Linked DNA regions of Danio rerio: region 1 is linked to region 2. A link is a contact called in public Micro-C data. All regions are on one chromosome and are shown on one strand. Each heading gives the region's core, a stretch centred on a gene start, on an enhancer-like site or on the middle of the called end of the contact. The rest is flanking DNA. Distances are from core to core; before and after follow the strand shown.

Evidence for each region. A called contact is a pair of places that touch in the nucleus more often than the background predicts.
Region 1: a contact with region 2 is called in a Micro-C map of caudal fin, with 2.2 times the contacts expected there. The contact joins two enhancer-like sites. A contact is called at or near these places in 2 of 18 Hi-C or Micro-C datasets (caudal fin and an unstated tissue).

Annotation. Positions count from the first base shown.
Region 1 is chr23:9,922,920-9,930,152 of GRCz12tu, reverse strand. No RefSeq gene overlaps it. Among named protein-coding and RNA genes, the nearest start is that of mapre1b, 16 kb to the left of the region's middle. Within about 2 kb of position 3,577, at least 5 of the 62 cell types and tissues checked have an H3K27ac peak or open chromatin away from gene starts, as enhancers often do. A contact at or near this core is called in caudal fin, where this site is marked.
Region 2 is chr23:9,751,306-9,758,865 of GRCz12tu, reverse strand. It overlaps lama5 (laminin, alpha 5), which reads left to right. Exons shown (of 80, transcript NM_001039171.1): 42 at 1,760-1,873; 43 at 2,071-2,201; 44 at 2,746-2,826; 45 at 5,620-5,834; 46 at 5,922-6,022; 47 at 6,103-6,286; 48 at 6,372-6,512. Among named protein-coding and RNA genes, the nearest start is that of adrm1, 64 kb to the right of the region's middle. Within about 2 kb of position 2,500, at least 1 of the 62 cell types and tissues checked has an H3K27ac peak or open chromatin away from gene starts, as enhancers often do. A contact at or near this core is called in caudal fin, where this site is marked.

The sequences.
Region 1 (7,233 bases), core at 2,328-4,827, 170 kb before region 2:
CTGTTGGTGTCTTTTCTAGTGACGAGGAATGGCTTACTAATTACCTAACGCCTTGTTTTTAGAATTGGTTTGAATGTGCCCATTTGTAATCATCATGGTGGCTTGAGAAAGCCAACATGCTGTTGTACTACATAAACTTATTATTTCATCTTCTTAGACTATTTTAAGAACGCATCTTCTCCTAGACTGTTCATACTACAACCATTAAACTAACTCCAATCCTTCAAACTGTACGGAATTAAGTTGCTATATCTTTTCCAACTGATCTGATTTTGGGTTTCCAAAAACTGACCCAAAAAATTTGGAAGTCTCATTCACCTAATATTAGACGAAACTTTGTGACCTCATAACTTTGCGCCAGACTGTCATACAAATGTTGGGGTCATTTAACTCAGACTACCAATCTGCCAGTCACTGATGACGTTTCAGCTTACAAGCCACACCCTAGCAACCACTTACAGCACCCTTGTTGCCATGACAACAATTGCAGCACCCAGTTGCTATGACAGTTGTCCCATAGACATCCATTATATAAAACTACTATTAACTTTACATTGGATATTATAACAACATATCAATCCATACTAGCAACATGCTAACAACATACCAATCCATGCTGGAAACATACTAATCATATTAGCAAAATGTTAATTCATACTACAAACTTTCTCAAGTCACCGTAAAGTTTGTCAACAAACTTTATTTTCTCGTTTTATACTACTGGACTGTTGCTCAATTCTGATCGGTTATTGTCAGTTAAATGCATGACTTTAAGTATTTCCAGGCAGGTTATGACTGCATTACAGTTCATTATCATTACACTGAATTATTTTGTTATTTCGCAGCTGCAGACAGACAAAAATCTTATCAAAAGAATATAGCTGACTAGATGAGTTGCACTCAGAAGAAGTTTGAGGACAAAAATCTAACAAATGTCTTGAAATGCAACATCTGAACAGTGTTTTTAGGTGTGGTAACTGTTGTACAAGCAGAGTAATTGAGTCTGGTCTGCATCATGAGATGGTGATGCATCATGAAACATCTATTTTTTCTGAAGAGGTTTTTTTTTTTTTTTTTTCGTTGAAAAATTCCACTTGTTTCTGTAGTAGAAAATTTAAAGTCACTGTCACTTAGTAATACTTTTAAATTATATAATTTTTGTGTGTTATGTTTTGTGTGGCATAGTGCGAAATTGTGTTAAAACAGTTAAGCTTTTGCAAACATTAACAATTCTTAATTGAGATCTGTTATGCAAAAACCACATAATTAAAACAATTATGTGGCAAAAAGTGTGTTAATATAGTCAGCATCTAATGGTGAAAATTGTATTTTTTTTCAATCACACTTCAAGAACAATCTGCAGAAACACTTTGATTGACATTCTCCCATTGTGCGTGTTATTTGAGGGCAAAAGCCCTGCCCATTAGTGAAAATCTCTCCCTCATTAGGATAAACAGACTCTGAGTGAGAAGCAGCCGTCTGCTATTAGTTTTCACCTGCTGAGGATGATGTCAGCAACTAAAGCTGTGATCACACCAGAGTTTGAGTTTGCGAAATTCTGTCGTACAGCTCTGCGAAAAGGAGCGGGATTAAACAAGATGATTAGACACTTAAAAAGTGAGCGATTTGGACAGAAATTTAAAATATGGAGCAGAGAGGTCACGTTTAGATCCTCGATTGGTCTCACGCAGTCTAGTGATGCAATTTCGCAGGTCAAAGTTTACCAAGCTTGATTTTTGAACTGCAGCAACCTGCAAAACTTGACGCATGACTCTGCATTTCCGGTCTGATGCATTCGCGTGCGTATGAATAGAAGTCTATGGGAGGAAAAGCCCAGGGTGACTGCAGCTTAATGCTACGGTCACACTGGAGGCTGTGCATGGGAAATTCTGTTGTACAACGCTGCAAAAATGAGCGGGATTAAACAAGATGATTCAACATTAAAAATGTAAGTGATTGGTCCATATTTTCATTTCTGTCCAGAGAGGTCATGTTTTGATCTTCGACTGGTCTCACGCAGTCATTTGATGCAATTTCACAGGGTAGAGTTCACCAAGCTTGAACTTTACAATGCAGCGAACTGCAAAACTTGTCACGCATGTCTGCTGCATTTGCATGAATTGCAGTCCATGGGGCGAAAAGTGCAGTGTGACCGGGAGCTATAGAAGCATTATAAAAGTGGAGTTTTAAGATGCACAAATGAACCCTGTGGTTTCCATAGACTGCCTTCTTCTGAGACACTTCTTTTGACTTGTTTTGCTTTTCAAAGAGATAACATAAGTCCTGTTTTGAATCTGCTGCTATGCAGAGCCACAGGCATTTGTAGCTCCGCTCTCTTGTGAAAAGAGCACAATCTCATTTGAATTTAAAGTGACAGTCACCAAAAACAGCACAATTTGCATCAAAGTAATAAATGAGGTAGTTTCAATGAGTTATAAAAAATATATTTGTGGAGTGTTTTGAGCTAAAACTTCACATACACACTCTAGAAACATTAGGGACTTATTTTACACGTTGTAAAAAGGGTTGCATTAGGTCCCCTTTAAATTAGCTTGAGCTGTTACACTGTATGCATTTGTTGAACATGTCTCATAAAAGCTATAAAAAAGGTTGCTTGATTATCTTTGAAGGTCAATGGCCACAGATAGACAGTTCTTAGAGACACATCTGACAGCTTCATTCCTGAGCTTGATGTTTTTTTTTACCAGAAAACCTTGGAGGATGTTATCAAGGGGAATGATTTGTTTGCCCTCAGTTGGCCGGGATTTGCAAGATAACCTTCTGAAAACACATTTTAATGCAGAAAACAGAATCTTGCTGAACATCACTGTGTTGACCACATTACCAGTAAATGCAGAAACTGATTGAGTGGTTAGCACTGCCACCTCACAGCAAGAAGGTCGCTGGTTCGAATCCCGGCTGGACGAGTTATAGCTTCTGTGTGGAGTTTACATGTTCTTCCCATGTTCAGGTGGATTTACTCCGAATGCTCAGAAGTCGCTATAGGTGAATTGGATGAACTAAATTGGTCATAGTGTGTAGGTGTGCGTATGATTGAGATTGTGTGAGGGTGTATCCCAGTACTGAGTTACGGGTGGGAGGGCATCCTGCGTAAAACATGTTGGAATAGTTGGCGGTTCATTCCGCTGTGGCAACACGATAAATATGGGACTAAGCCAAAGGAAAATTAATGAATGAATGATTTGGAAAGACCTTTGAAAAGTTCTGGAAGCAAGTTTTATGTATTCATTAGTTTTGTGGACCCATGGATCAGCAGATGTTATACGGATGCTTGATTTAGCAGAAGTGGAGACTGAAGCAAGGTGTCTTTGAACTTTCCAGATGAAAAATAACCCCCCCAAAAATTCTAAATCCACTAAAGCTTGGTTGAGGATCATTCAGAAAGGATTTTGTTCCGTTTACAGGTTTAAATCTTATTTTAAAAATTTCCAATGGGAAAACGAACGTGCTGTGTTAAATCACCACTAGGTGGCGGTAGGAATCAACTCTATGCTACATGAAAAGTCTGAGACTGAAAATGGTAAACGAACATGTTTAACAGGGCTGTTTCCATTCTCTCTACTAGGTTAGCTGGTTTGGGTAAACAGCTGTTTTAGAGTGGTCGTCACTTGAGAAGGCTCAGCTGAAGCATGGGAATCTCGTGTTGCTCCGTTATTAGAGTCTTGAAGATTACAGCTCTTCTTGTCCCTGTGTGGAAGAGTAATAACTGTGTAGGACCAAGTGTGAGTTTCACACATCTCAGAAACAGATGTGCTTCTGAGAACCCATGTTTGAGTTTGAAATGTTGAAATGCTATAATGCGGTTCGGAAGAATATCAGGCTGTCATGTCCTGTTCTCGCATGTATTTTCAAAAACAATCTTTTATCTTTATTTTATGTTTTAGTCGTTGTTGCATCCCAGCTAAAAAAAAAAAATGTTTGTTCCCAGTATGTTGGTTAGTTGGGCATTATGGGGGTGCAGTGAGTAGCACGATCGCCTCACAGCAAGAAGGCCGCTGCTTCGAGCCCTGGCTGGGTCAGTTGGCATTTCTGTGTGGAGTTGGCATGTTTGCATGGGTTTCCTCCGGGTGCTTTGGTTTCCCCATGAATCCAAAGACATGCGGTACAGGTGAATTAGATATAATATCGAATTGTGATGAAATTTATGTTAAAAACAATGATAAGCTCTGGATTTTTACTCCATATTGATCTAAGACCCAATCACTCAGCCGAAAGGTGCAACAATAGAAATCTAAAAGTGTGTTGTTGACATTAGAGATGCGCTGAATTTTCAGCCACTGAAAATGCCATTTAGTGGACCCTCTATTTTTTCTGTCTTCAGTCATTGCTGTGGTACTCTTTTAAATCTGGAAGCATTAATAACTTACATTGAAATATATATCGTTATCGTTCAATATGGAAAATAATTATCGAGACTGCATTTTTGCCATATTACCCAGCCCCAGTAGAACATTCTCTTTTAGGTTCACTTTAGGTATTACAAAAAAGGAAAGGTTAGTTATTGGTTACCAAAAAAAAAACATACAGTGCCTGTTCCTAGAACATCCTAGAATAGAGGATATGCAGATCTAGTGTTTCTTTCCATGCTGATAAACTTCCGGTGAATGGTTAATGTGTGTTTTTCCCATTTTACACGGTTCCTTTTACACCATCGATGTTTTAATGTAATTACAATACAATCAGTTAAAAAGACTTTGTCAATCACTTAGTCGCTCAACCGTAAAACGAGACAAAAAGCCGTTTACTCGCACATGTCCGTCAGAATCAGCAGGCTAGAGCAGAAGCTCCGTTGAATATGCTTGGGTAAAATAAATGTTGATATTTTAAAGACATGGCGGGGGAATATAATGGGGTAATGTAATGCAGTGCTTCTTGTACAATCTAAGACCCACTTTTTATCAGATATCACTCAGCCAGTGGAGATCGCTGATTATTAAAGAAAACAGATTTTAACTGTGCAGATTTTGCAATGGCACACAGTTCATCGGAATTGCTCAACACAGGTAACTGATAAATTAAAAGTCCTTACGCATATACCCTATTACCACATGAGAACCAAATGGGAACCATATTGGAATGCTCTTTGTTAAGTGGGATGTTTTGTAGTTCATGGTAACATTTTTCTCTAGATAATGTACTGAATCGTAGGTCACAGATCTAATTTTAATATGTTGGTTTATATTATTTGGGGGGAGCCATGCCAAAACACCCATGTTATTATGCTGTAATGGTATGTATTTACTAAGGTAATAATTAATGTTTTAATCAGACACTAAAATAAATTTTGGTGCAAAACAATTATCTGATAAAATGGCAATAAATTAATCACTTAAAAAATAAATGAGCTCCTGAGGTATTGCAAGCTTTAGATCAAATATTCACAGTAAAGTTACTTTAATAATTAAATATCCCCTGTTTTTGATGTTTGAAATTTTAATGATATATCTATAATGAAATTTCCTTCCTTATTAATAAAAAAGATAAATTTTTAACCGGAATTTTACCTGCAAATCTCAATGCAGTCTTATAATAGTTTATTTTGTGTAGTATTTATTAATATTTAGAATTTTTATATTTATTTTATCCCATATTTATGTAGTTTTGTGTGCTTTAATAGTTTTTTTTATAATTTTATGTTTAATGGATAATTTTAACATTTAACATTTTTTGTTTTATATATTTTTTTATTACTATAATATTTATATTTTATTAAGGTTCATTCAGTGTTTTTGGCAACATAGTGTCTATCACTTGAGCAATAGTTCATTTTCTTGTCGGATTAGTTCTTTTATTAATCCAGGGTTGCCACAGCGGAATGAACCGCCAACTTATCCAGCACATTTTTACGCAGCGGATGCCCTTCCAGCCGCAACACATCTCTGGGAAACATCCACACACTCATTCATACACACACTCATACACTAGGGACAATTTAGCCTACTCAATTCACCTGTACCACATGTCTTAGGACTGTGGAGGAAACCGGAGCATCCGGAGGAAACACACGCGAATGCAGGGAGAACATGCAAACTCCACACAGAAATGCCAACTGAGCCGAGCCGAGGTTTGAACCAGCGACCTTCTTGCTGTGAGGCGACAGCACTATCTACTGCGCCACTGCGTCGCCCACTTGAGCATTAGTGACAGTGCAATTTTTTATGCTGTGTATTTATTGGTCCTGTGTTTGTAACAGCTGTCATGTGTGATTTCACCTGCTGCAGTCGCCTTCCTCTTCAGTTTAGTCACCATCTCACAGCTGCCGGCAGTCTGCTGTTCACCAGAAAGACATGCTGTTATTTTCACTCACGTTTTGGTAGGTTCTCTGTCTCCCATCTCCCATCTCTTTCTGTTCGCAGCACAGCTTGTCTTATTTATCTCCATTCGATTGCAGAGGTCACAAAACACCAGTGGCCTTTCCTCAGTTTCAATCATATAATGGCTAGATTCATTATAGAGAGATACACATACATCAGATAACATTTCTACCATATTTCAAATAAAAATCTACTTTTTTCACAGAATTTGTAGTTGTTTAAAATGACAACAAAGGTTTTCATCAGGCCTTTTCCACTAAATATTGTTTTAAGAAAAATCAACAAACTTGGTATTGTGTTGTGTAAAAATAAATATAACATGGAAACGTAATGCATTTGTAATTTTTTCTCATACAAAAGTCACTGGATGAAAAAGATCCATTGGATTTACTAAATTTAATGAAGGTAACTGGTTGCAAACAATTTATATGGGCTGAATTTAAACAAATTAAATGTAGTAATGTTTGACTTAATTTGTTTGTTTAAACTCAACCCATATAAATTGTTTGCAACCAGTTACCTTCATTAAATTTAGTAGATCCAATGAAACTTATATTTTAGTGTCGCTGAAACAGAATTTGTTGAGCCTAAAATTTAAAGGGTACATATTTTACCCCTTTTTCAAGATTTAATATCTTGATCTTAATAAAAAATCTTAATATAAGTCTTTTGTGTCTCCAGAATGTGTCTGTAAAGTTTCAGCTCAAAATACCCATCAGATTATTCATTATACCCTTTAAAATCTGTAAAACTTGAGCTGTTTGGATATTGTAGCTGTTTTTTGTTACCTGTGCCTTTTATGAAAATGAATCGGTTCTCCCCGCCCACTCTTCTCACATGCCTGTAGTCTTCATGTAGATAAACAGCACAGACAAGAATGAAGCAGATCTCGCTTACT
Region 2 (7,560 bases), core at 1,251-3,750:
GTTCATGGTGGTCACTAAAAACCACTGTAAAAGATATGGACGTAGTATCCTTGACATCACCCATAGGTTTCTGAAGAGCGCAAAAGAAGCTACAAGTAGGCATGGCCAACCATCGACATTTTGTTTGCATGTCATTGGCGGAGCGTCAGTGGAGCTACAGATTCCTCCTAGCATTTTGCTTAGACAGTGTTTTCTTTGGGAGAAATGCTTAATATTTCATTACCTGCAACACTATATCAATGAAGTGTTTAGTCTTTAAAAAAACACCGTTGTAGCAAATTGAGCCACTAAGCACTGTTCTTATGACGTTTTTCTACAGGAAGAAATTTCTCCCAAACACTTCAAATATAGTCTGTGTTAGGAAATGCAAGGCTATTTATAAAATCCAGGCATAACACTGTATGACAACATTTCAGATGTTTTATAGCCTACAGCTAATCCTTCTGTCTGGTTCTGGAGTGCATTCAAGTTCTAAAGAAAAATATAAATAATAAATTATCTTAAATAAAATAAATATATATATATATATATATATATATATATATATATATATATATATATATATATATATATATATATATATAGATGTGGTTTACACGTATTTAATTTCACTCACCTGGGAAATGGAGGCCACTTGAATGGTTTGTGAGCACAATTAAGTGCACACAGCATGCCATGTCATCTGATAATTGTAAGAAATAATTCCAAACGGCAATTGCCTGTGTAAAGCCACATTAAACTAAAAAAAATATATGTATATATGATGTACATGCCGAGTTCAGCAGCTAATCAGCCGGAATCAGATGAGGTGAAATGATGGTGACCAGCGAAATCTAGCTGTCACTCAAGTGGCCACACCCTTAATTATGCAAACTTAATATAACTGAATAAAAACTAAATGCATAAGTTATAAAAAAAAAATCACCCCCCTCAAAGTTGGCACAAAGGGTTATATTAGCTATATGCACCAAAACCATCTTTTGTACCAGGCTGTAAAACATGTTTTTATCAGCTGTAAAATTGGCCAATTAAGCATTGCAGTCAGTAAACATCTGGACTTCTTACAAAGTCCCCATTAATGACATACTTTATGTCAGGTGCATATAAAATGAATTAACTAGTCTTCATCAACTCATATATTTGCATAAAGTAAATTTGGTTAATGGCTGGATTAATTATTGCTTAATAATTTTGCCAAATCAGAACATACAGAAATTTACAACATTATTTTCCTAGCGCAGATTGTAATTAATCAATTGAACAATTTATCTGTTCAAGTTAGGCCACTGATTGAAGATTACAGTACAAACTTTTATTTTCAAAGTCTGACTATTTGCTTCTGCTTTTGGAGTGACAATCCTTCACTGGCAAGACCATCGAAAGCTCAATTGGCGCTCTAGGCAAACGACGGAGCGGGAGGTTGGGGGAAGGGGGGTGCATATCGGCCATATTGTCCATGCTTAAATCAGCCACTTGTTCTCTGTCGACGTCAGTTCACAGACAATTCACCACAATATACTTGACCACACCCCTCTTACCTTTAGTTTGCTATGAAAGAATGATCCACAAAAAGCTCCTTCAGCTTCAGTTGAATGAACATCAACATCCTAAAATAAAAGCTATATGGAGCTATTTTGGAGCTAAAGAAACAACAAGATAAAGCCATCACTATGAGCAACCAAGAAATACTGATAAATCCTGGATAAAGTTGTTCAAACTGTGCTATAATGTTCATACATGTTTCATTTTCTGCTCTCAGCAATGTGCGCCAGGGTACTACAGAGACAACAAAGGTCTTTTCCTTGGGAAGTGTGTCCCCTGCAACTGCAACGGGCACTCGGATCAGTGTCTGGATGGTTCTGGCATATGTGTGGTGAGTCAAACATCTCAAGTCATACATAAATCACATACCAGGCGTAGACATAGGCAATATACTGTTATAGCACATTCCAGTGGGTACAGTAAAACTCGTCATAAACAAAGTCGTAAATCTGATTTAGATTTAAGATCCTGGGAAAGAGAAGTTTAAGAATAAATGCTTAATCAGAGTGTTGAACTTTTCAAACGCAGAACTGCCGCCATAATACTGCCGGAAATCACTGTGAGAAGTGCCTGGGCGGTTTTCATCATAACAACACTGTCGATGGCCACTCTGTGTCCTGTTCAAGCTGCCCCTGCCCTCTGCAAGTGGCTTCAAACAAGTCAGTGGTCTCATTTCATCATCTGAACCCCTATTTCACATTCATCTCAAACATTCTTTTTCTTCTGATGATCTGTGTGGAATTGAAATTTAGTCAGACTTTTGTTTTCTTTCTGATTTATTAGGCTTTTACCCCCTGTAAGAGCCATAATTTGATTGAATATAATAGTGCTCAAATTCATATACAGTTTATATATGTTCATATGTTCAGTTGTGTACATTCGCTATTTCACCCCTACTCTTTTGTTTGTAATGGTTTGCTCCGCTTTTATTGGACTGATTCAAGTTATATTACGAAACTGGAAAGTGAAAGAAAAAGACAGAGCAGCACATTTTTATTTTTTTTTAACCGGAGCTAATAGTTATGACGCTTAAGAATTCAGTAAACATCTTTAATTGTAAAGAAACCAAAGTCAATTTATTGGCTGACTGATTTTTTGAAATTCTGATAATACTCCCTTAAAATAAATTCATTTCAGTGCTGGATATCTCAACATGCCTCTGTCATAGAGTAAAAGATGTTATTTGTTTGGTCTTGTTCACAGTTTTGCTATTCGCTGTGTGGAGAAGCCCAATAATATGCGGTGCCTGTGCATGCCTGGCTATGCTGGATCTAAGTGTGAAAGGTACACATGTGAAACATTCATTCGATCATTCATTTTCTTGTCAGATTAGTCCCTTTATTAATCCAGGGTCACCACAGCGGAATAAACCACCAAGTTATCCAGCATGTTTTTACGCAGCGGATGCCCTTCCAGCCACAACCCATCTCTGGGAAACATCCACACACACTCACTCATCCACTACAGACAATTTAGCCTACCCAATTCACCTGTACTGCATGTCTTTGGACTGTGGGGGAGCACCCGGAGGAAACCCACATGAACGCAGGGAGAACAAATATTTTTATTATATTTATATATATATATATATATATATATATATATATATATATAAACAATGCCAATAAAGAAAACATTAATTTCCAAGTTGGATTCTAAGTGGACTGCAAAAAACGAAATACAGGCATTGCAAATATGGAAATTGGAAAATTATAATAATAATATTAAAGTATTGAATACAGACAATTGCACTAATTGTAAAGTTGTATTGCTGTAAGTTGAGAACATTAATTATAAAGTAGAAACAATTTTGCTTCAGCCAGTTTCTAAGACAGTCCAGTCTGTTGACATTATCGAGGGACAATGTGGACCTTTTCTTTTGAATGATGTTGAATGAGCTGAGAGTGCAACGCAATCTCACGGCAATTTGTAACTTTTTGATTTAGTTGCTACGGACAATGACATTTAGGCAGGTTTGTTGCAAGAAATGCACGCGCGCACGCACACATACACACAGGCACACAGACCAGGGCCGTGCACAGGAGGGTGGCCTGGTGGCAAGAGCCACTGCCCCTCTGCCCTCATTGGCTGAGGTGCCCCTCTCAGGAGGCAATTGCTCTTCACTTTGCACCGGCCCCTGTAACGGTCTGTGCTCTGTGCATGGGCCTGACACACACACACACACACAGGACAGTGCAGCCGGAGCGACTGTCTTCAGATTCAACACGTATGATCACGTTCATCAAATTTACTTAAACTAAGTGTTCGAAAGAATGGCTGTATTTCACAAGGATTCTGACACAACAACGCAAAGCAGACACTTTTGTTGCGTTTGAAGAAAACACATCAAACACTTCAACACACATTTGAGAGCGCATGCTGAAAGGCAGAGGAATGCGCTGTCTTTGACAGCTCGCGACTTCACCTGACACTTTCCGAGTACATTTACATGGACACCAAATCTCCGATTTTAATATGATTAAGTTAATACTCTTATTAAGAGTCTACCATGTAAGCAGCGATTTTTGATTACCTTAAAGGACCACCAAGTCACGGAATACAAAAGGTTTTTCTTTCCGTTTGCCATGCCGTATCAAATTTGATTAAAACAAAAGTCAAAATCTAAAAATGAAACACCCGAAATTCTGGAGAGCCTGGTGATATATATATATATATATATATATATATATATATATATATATATATATATATATATATATATATATACACACACATCCATTTTTTTTCGTTTAAGTTTCCTTTTTTTCGTTAAAGGCTCATCTGGTTAAGACACAATTCTGAATTTTCATGGCCAAACTCAACCAATTGTAATTGTTTGTTTTGGTTTAATTTTGAAATTCCACAATCAATACAGAGCCTCGGAGACCAGAAAAAGACGGGCTTGGCCTCTCCCTGATGTGAAACATCCAATTATTATATGGTTATTTATTTACAAATATTTTATTTTATTATTAGTTTAGTTTAGTTAATTTAGTTTAAAAAGCACATTCAACCTAAAATGACAAGATTTTAAACATCTAGTAGAGTTATAGGGATGCAGAATATCAGATTTCACGATTCTGTAAACAATAAAAGTATTTTCATAAAATAAAAATACTAGAATGTAATACTAAAATTGGAATGTAGAATGGGGCAACATGGACATTTGTGCCACTATTTTTAAGGAGTTTGGCTTCAACATTCTGGACCACTTGGCATCGAGCTACATGGAGATGCCATAAAAAATAATTGCAGCAATGTAATGTAATGTGGCCATGCACCCAAAGTGCTTCACAATCATTAACAGTCGGAGGGTCTCTCCACTCCACCCCCAGTGTGCAGCATCCAATTGCATGATGCAACGGCAGCCACAGGACAACAGCGCCAATGCGCTCACCACACACCAACTATAGGTCCAATTCATTGGATGGGGATGACTAGGAGGCCGGTAAGGGCTGATGGGGGGGAACCCATCACACCGGGGTTACACACAGATGACCACACAGAGTCAGGACCTCGGTTTAACGTCTCATCTATAAGATGGCGCTCACTGACAGTACAGTGTCCCCTTAACTATACTGGGGCATTAGGATCCACACAGACTGCAGGTTGAGCGCCCCCCTACTGACCCTATTAACACCATATCCAACAGCAATTTACTGTAGTTTTTACCATGTGGTCTCCCATCCGGGTACTGACCTGGCTCAGCCCTGCTCAGCTTCAGTAAGTAACTGGTCTCGGACTACAGGGTGATAGGGCTGTGGCAATAAAGCAAAGATTTTTTAAGAATTAGTAATACTTTTTCTCATTATTTTATGAATGTTATTATTGTCTGTCATAAACATGAATTAAAATGAAAATAAAATGACATAAGGACATTTTTATAACATAATTTATTCTGGGAGTTGCAGTATAAATGTTTCATTTATCACTTACTACATTTTTTAGATTATAAATATTCTATGATATCATTACCATTAATATTTTTGTATCATTATTATTACTAAATTAGTATTATTACTATTTTTATAGCCACATTAGTAATTATTAAATAGTTATTTTTTGTACTGAATGCAGGTGTGCACCAGGTTACTATGGCAACCCAGTTGTGATTGGCAGTACATGCCAGCCGTGCAACTGCAATGGAAACTCAGACCCCAACATGTTGTTCAGCGACTGCCATCCTTTGACGGGGGAGTGTCAGAGCTGCATGCACAACACTGCTGGACCGCACTGCGAAATCTGCGCCCCTGGTTTCTACGGTGATGCCATCACTGCAAAGAACTGCACCAGTAGGTCAACTTGTATAAACATCAGCCATACTGTCCTGTATTTAAAGAGTTCTTATAATTATGTTATTTCCCTTGTGCATTACCCAGGATGCAACTGTTCTCCTTGTGGCACTGCACATTGCGACTCTCACACTGGCCAGTGCCACTGCAAGCCGGGTGTGGTGGGAGCCCAGTGTGATCGCTGTGAGGTGTGTGTGCTTGGATGTTCTGTCTATGTATTGGTTTGGTTCAGTGGTAATAGCGTTTTTTGTTGCTGTTGTGTGTTTAGCATGGGACATTTGGCTTTGATTCCTGCACTGGTTGCAGAAAGTGTGACTGTGATGCGTCAGCTGCGTTGGTTCAGGCATGTGACCCTGTTAACGGCGCATGTGCCTGTCAGCCTGGGGTCAATGGACCGAACTGCCACCAGTGTGCACCTGGTCACTGGAACTACAGTTCTAATGGTTGCAGGAGTGAGTCAACATAGCACAAATACATTAAGCTCAAGGGCATATGTTGAATTATGAGTTACATTTATTTGTGTGTTTGTGTGTGTAGAGTGTGAGTGTAAGGGTGGTCGCTGCGACCCTCGCACAGGAGAGTGTAGATGTACAACAGGTCTGACAGGGAAGCAGTGTGACACGTGTCTCAGTCAGCACAGCGTCCCTGTGCAGAATGGAGCAGATATGCACTGTCAGCGTAAGTACTGTGTCACTGCACTGCACATGCTTCATTCACTCACTTGCTTATTTGTGAATACATGCACTTGCTCATGGATTTCTTCATTCATTCATTCATTCATTCATTCATTCACTTGCTTTTTATTTACTCACTAATTCACTCATTTACCCCCTCAGCCAGTTACTTATTTAATCAAATCCCTTTTACTCACTCTCTCAGGTTCTTTCACTCGCTCACTAACTCACTCAAATGTTATTTAATCACTCATTCACACAGTCATTTAGTCAACTCGATAAATCTTACTCGTTCAGTAACTAACTCACCTGCACTTTAATTTACTCACTCATTCACTAATTTACTCAGTTAATATTGTCAACTCACTTACTCACATATATTCACTCACTCACTCACTCACACACTCACCCATTCAGTCACTCATTCACTCATACTCTAACTCACCCATTCATTCACTCATTCACTAACTTATTCACTAACTCACCCATTTGCTCGCTCACTAACTGACTCATTATGGCACTCATTTACTAACTTATTCGCTAACTCACCCATTTGCTCACTCCCTAACTCACCTGCTCACTCACTGACACATTAGGTTACCCATTTGCTAACTCATCCATTCAGTCACTCAATCACTCATGCACTAACTTACCGATTCACTCACTCACTCACTCACTCACTCACTCACTCACTCACTCACTCATTCACTCACCCACATTCATTAACTCACTCACTCACTCACTGACTCATTCAGTCACTAATTCTCTAACTCACCCATTCTCTTGCTCACTCAGTCATTCACTCATTTACTCACTCACCCACTCTCTGGCTGACTCATTAATTCATTCATTCAAAAACTCGCCCATTCAGTTACTCAATCATAGGCTAACTCACCAGTTCACTCACTCACTCACTCACTCACTCACATTCATTGACTCACCCACACACTCACTCACTCACTAACTCCTACAGTCACTAATTTGCTAACTCACCCATTCACTTGCTCACTCACTCACTCACTCACTCACTCACATGTATTCACTCACTATCT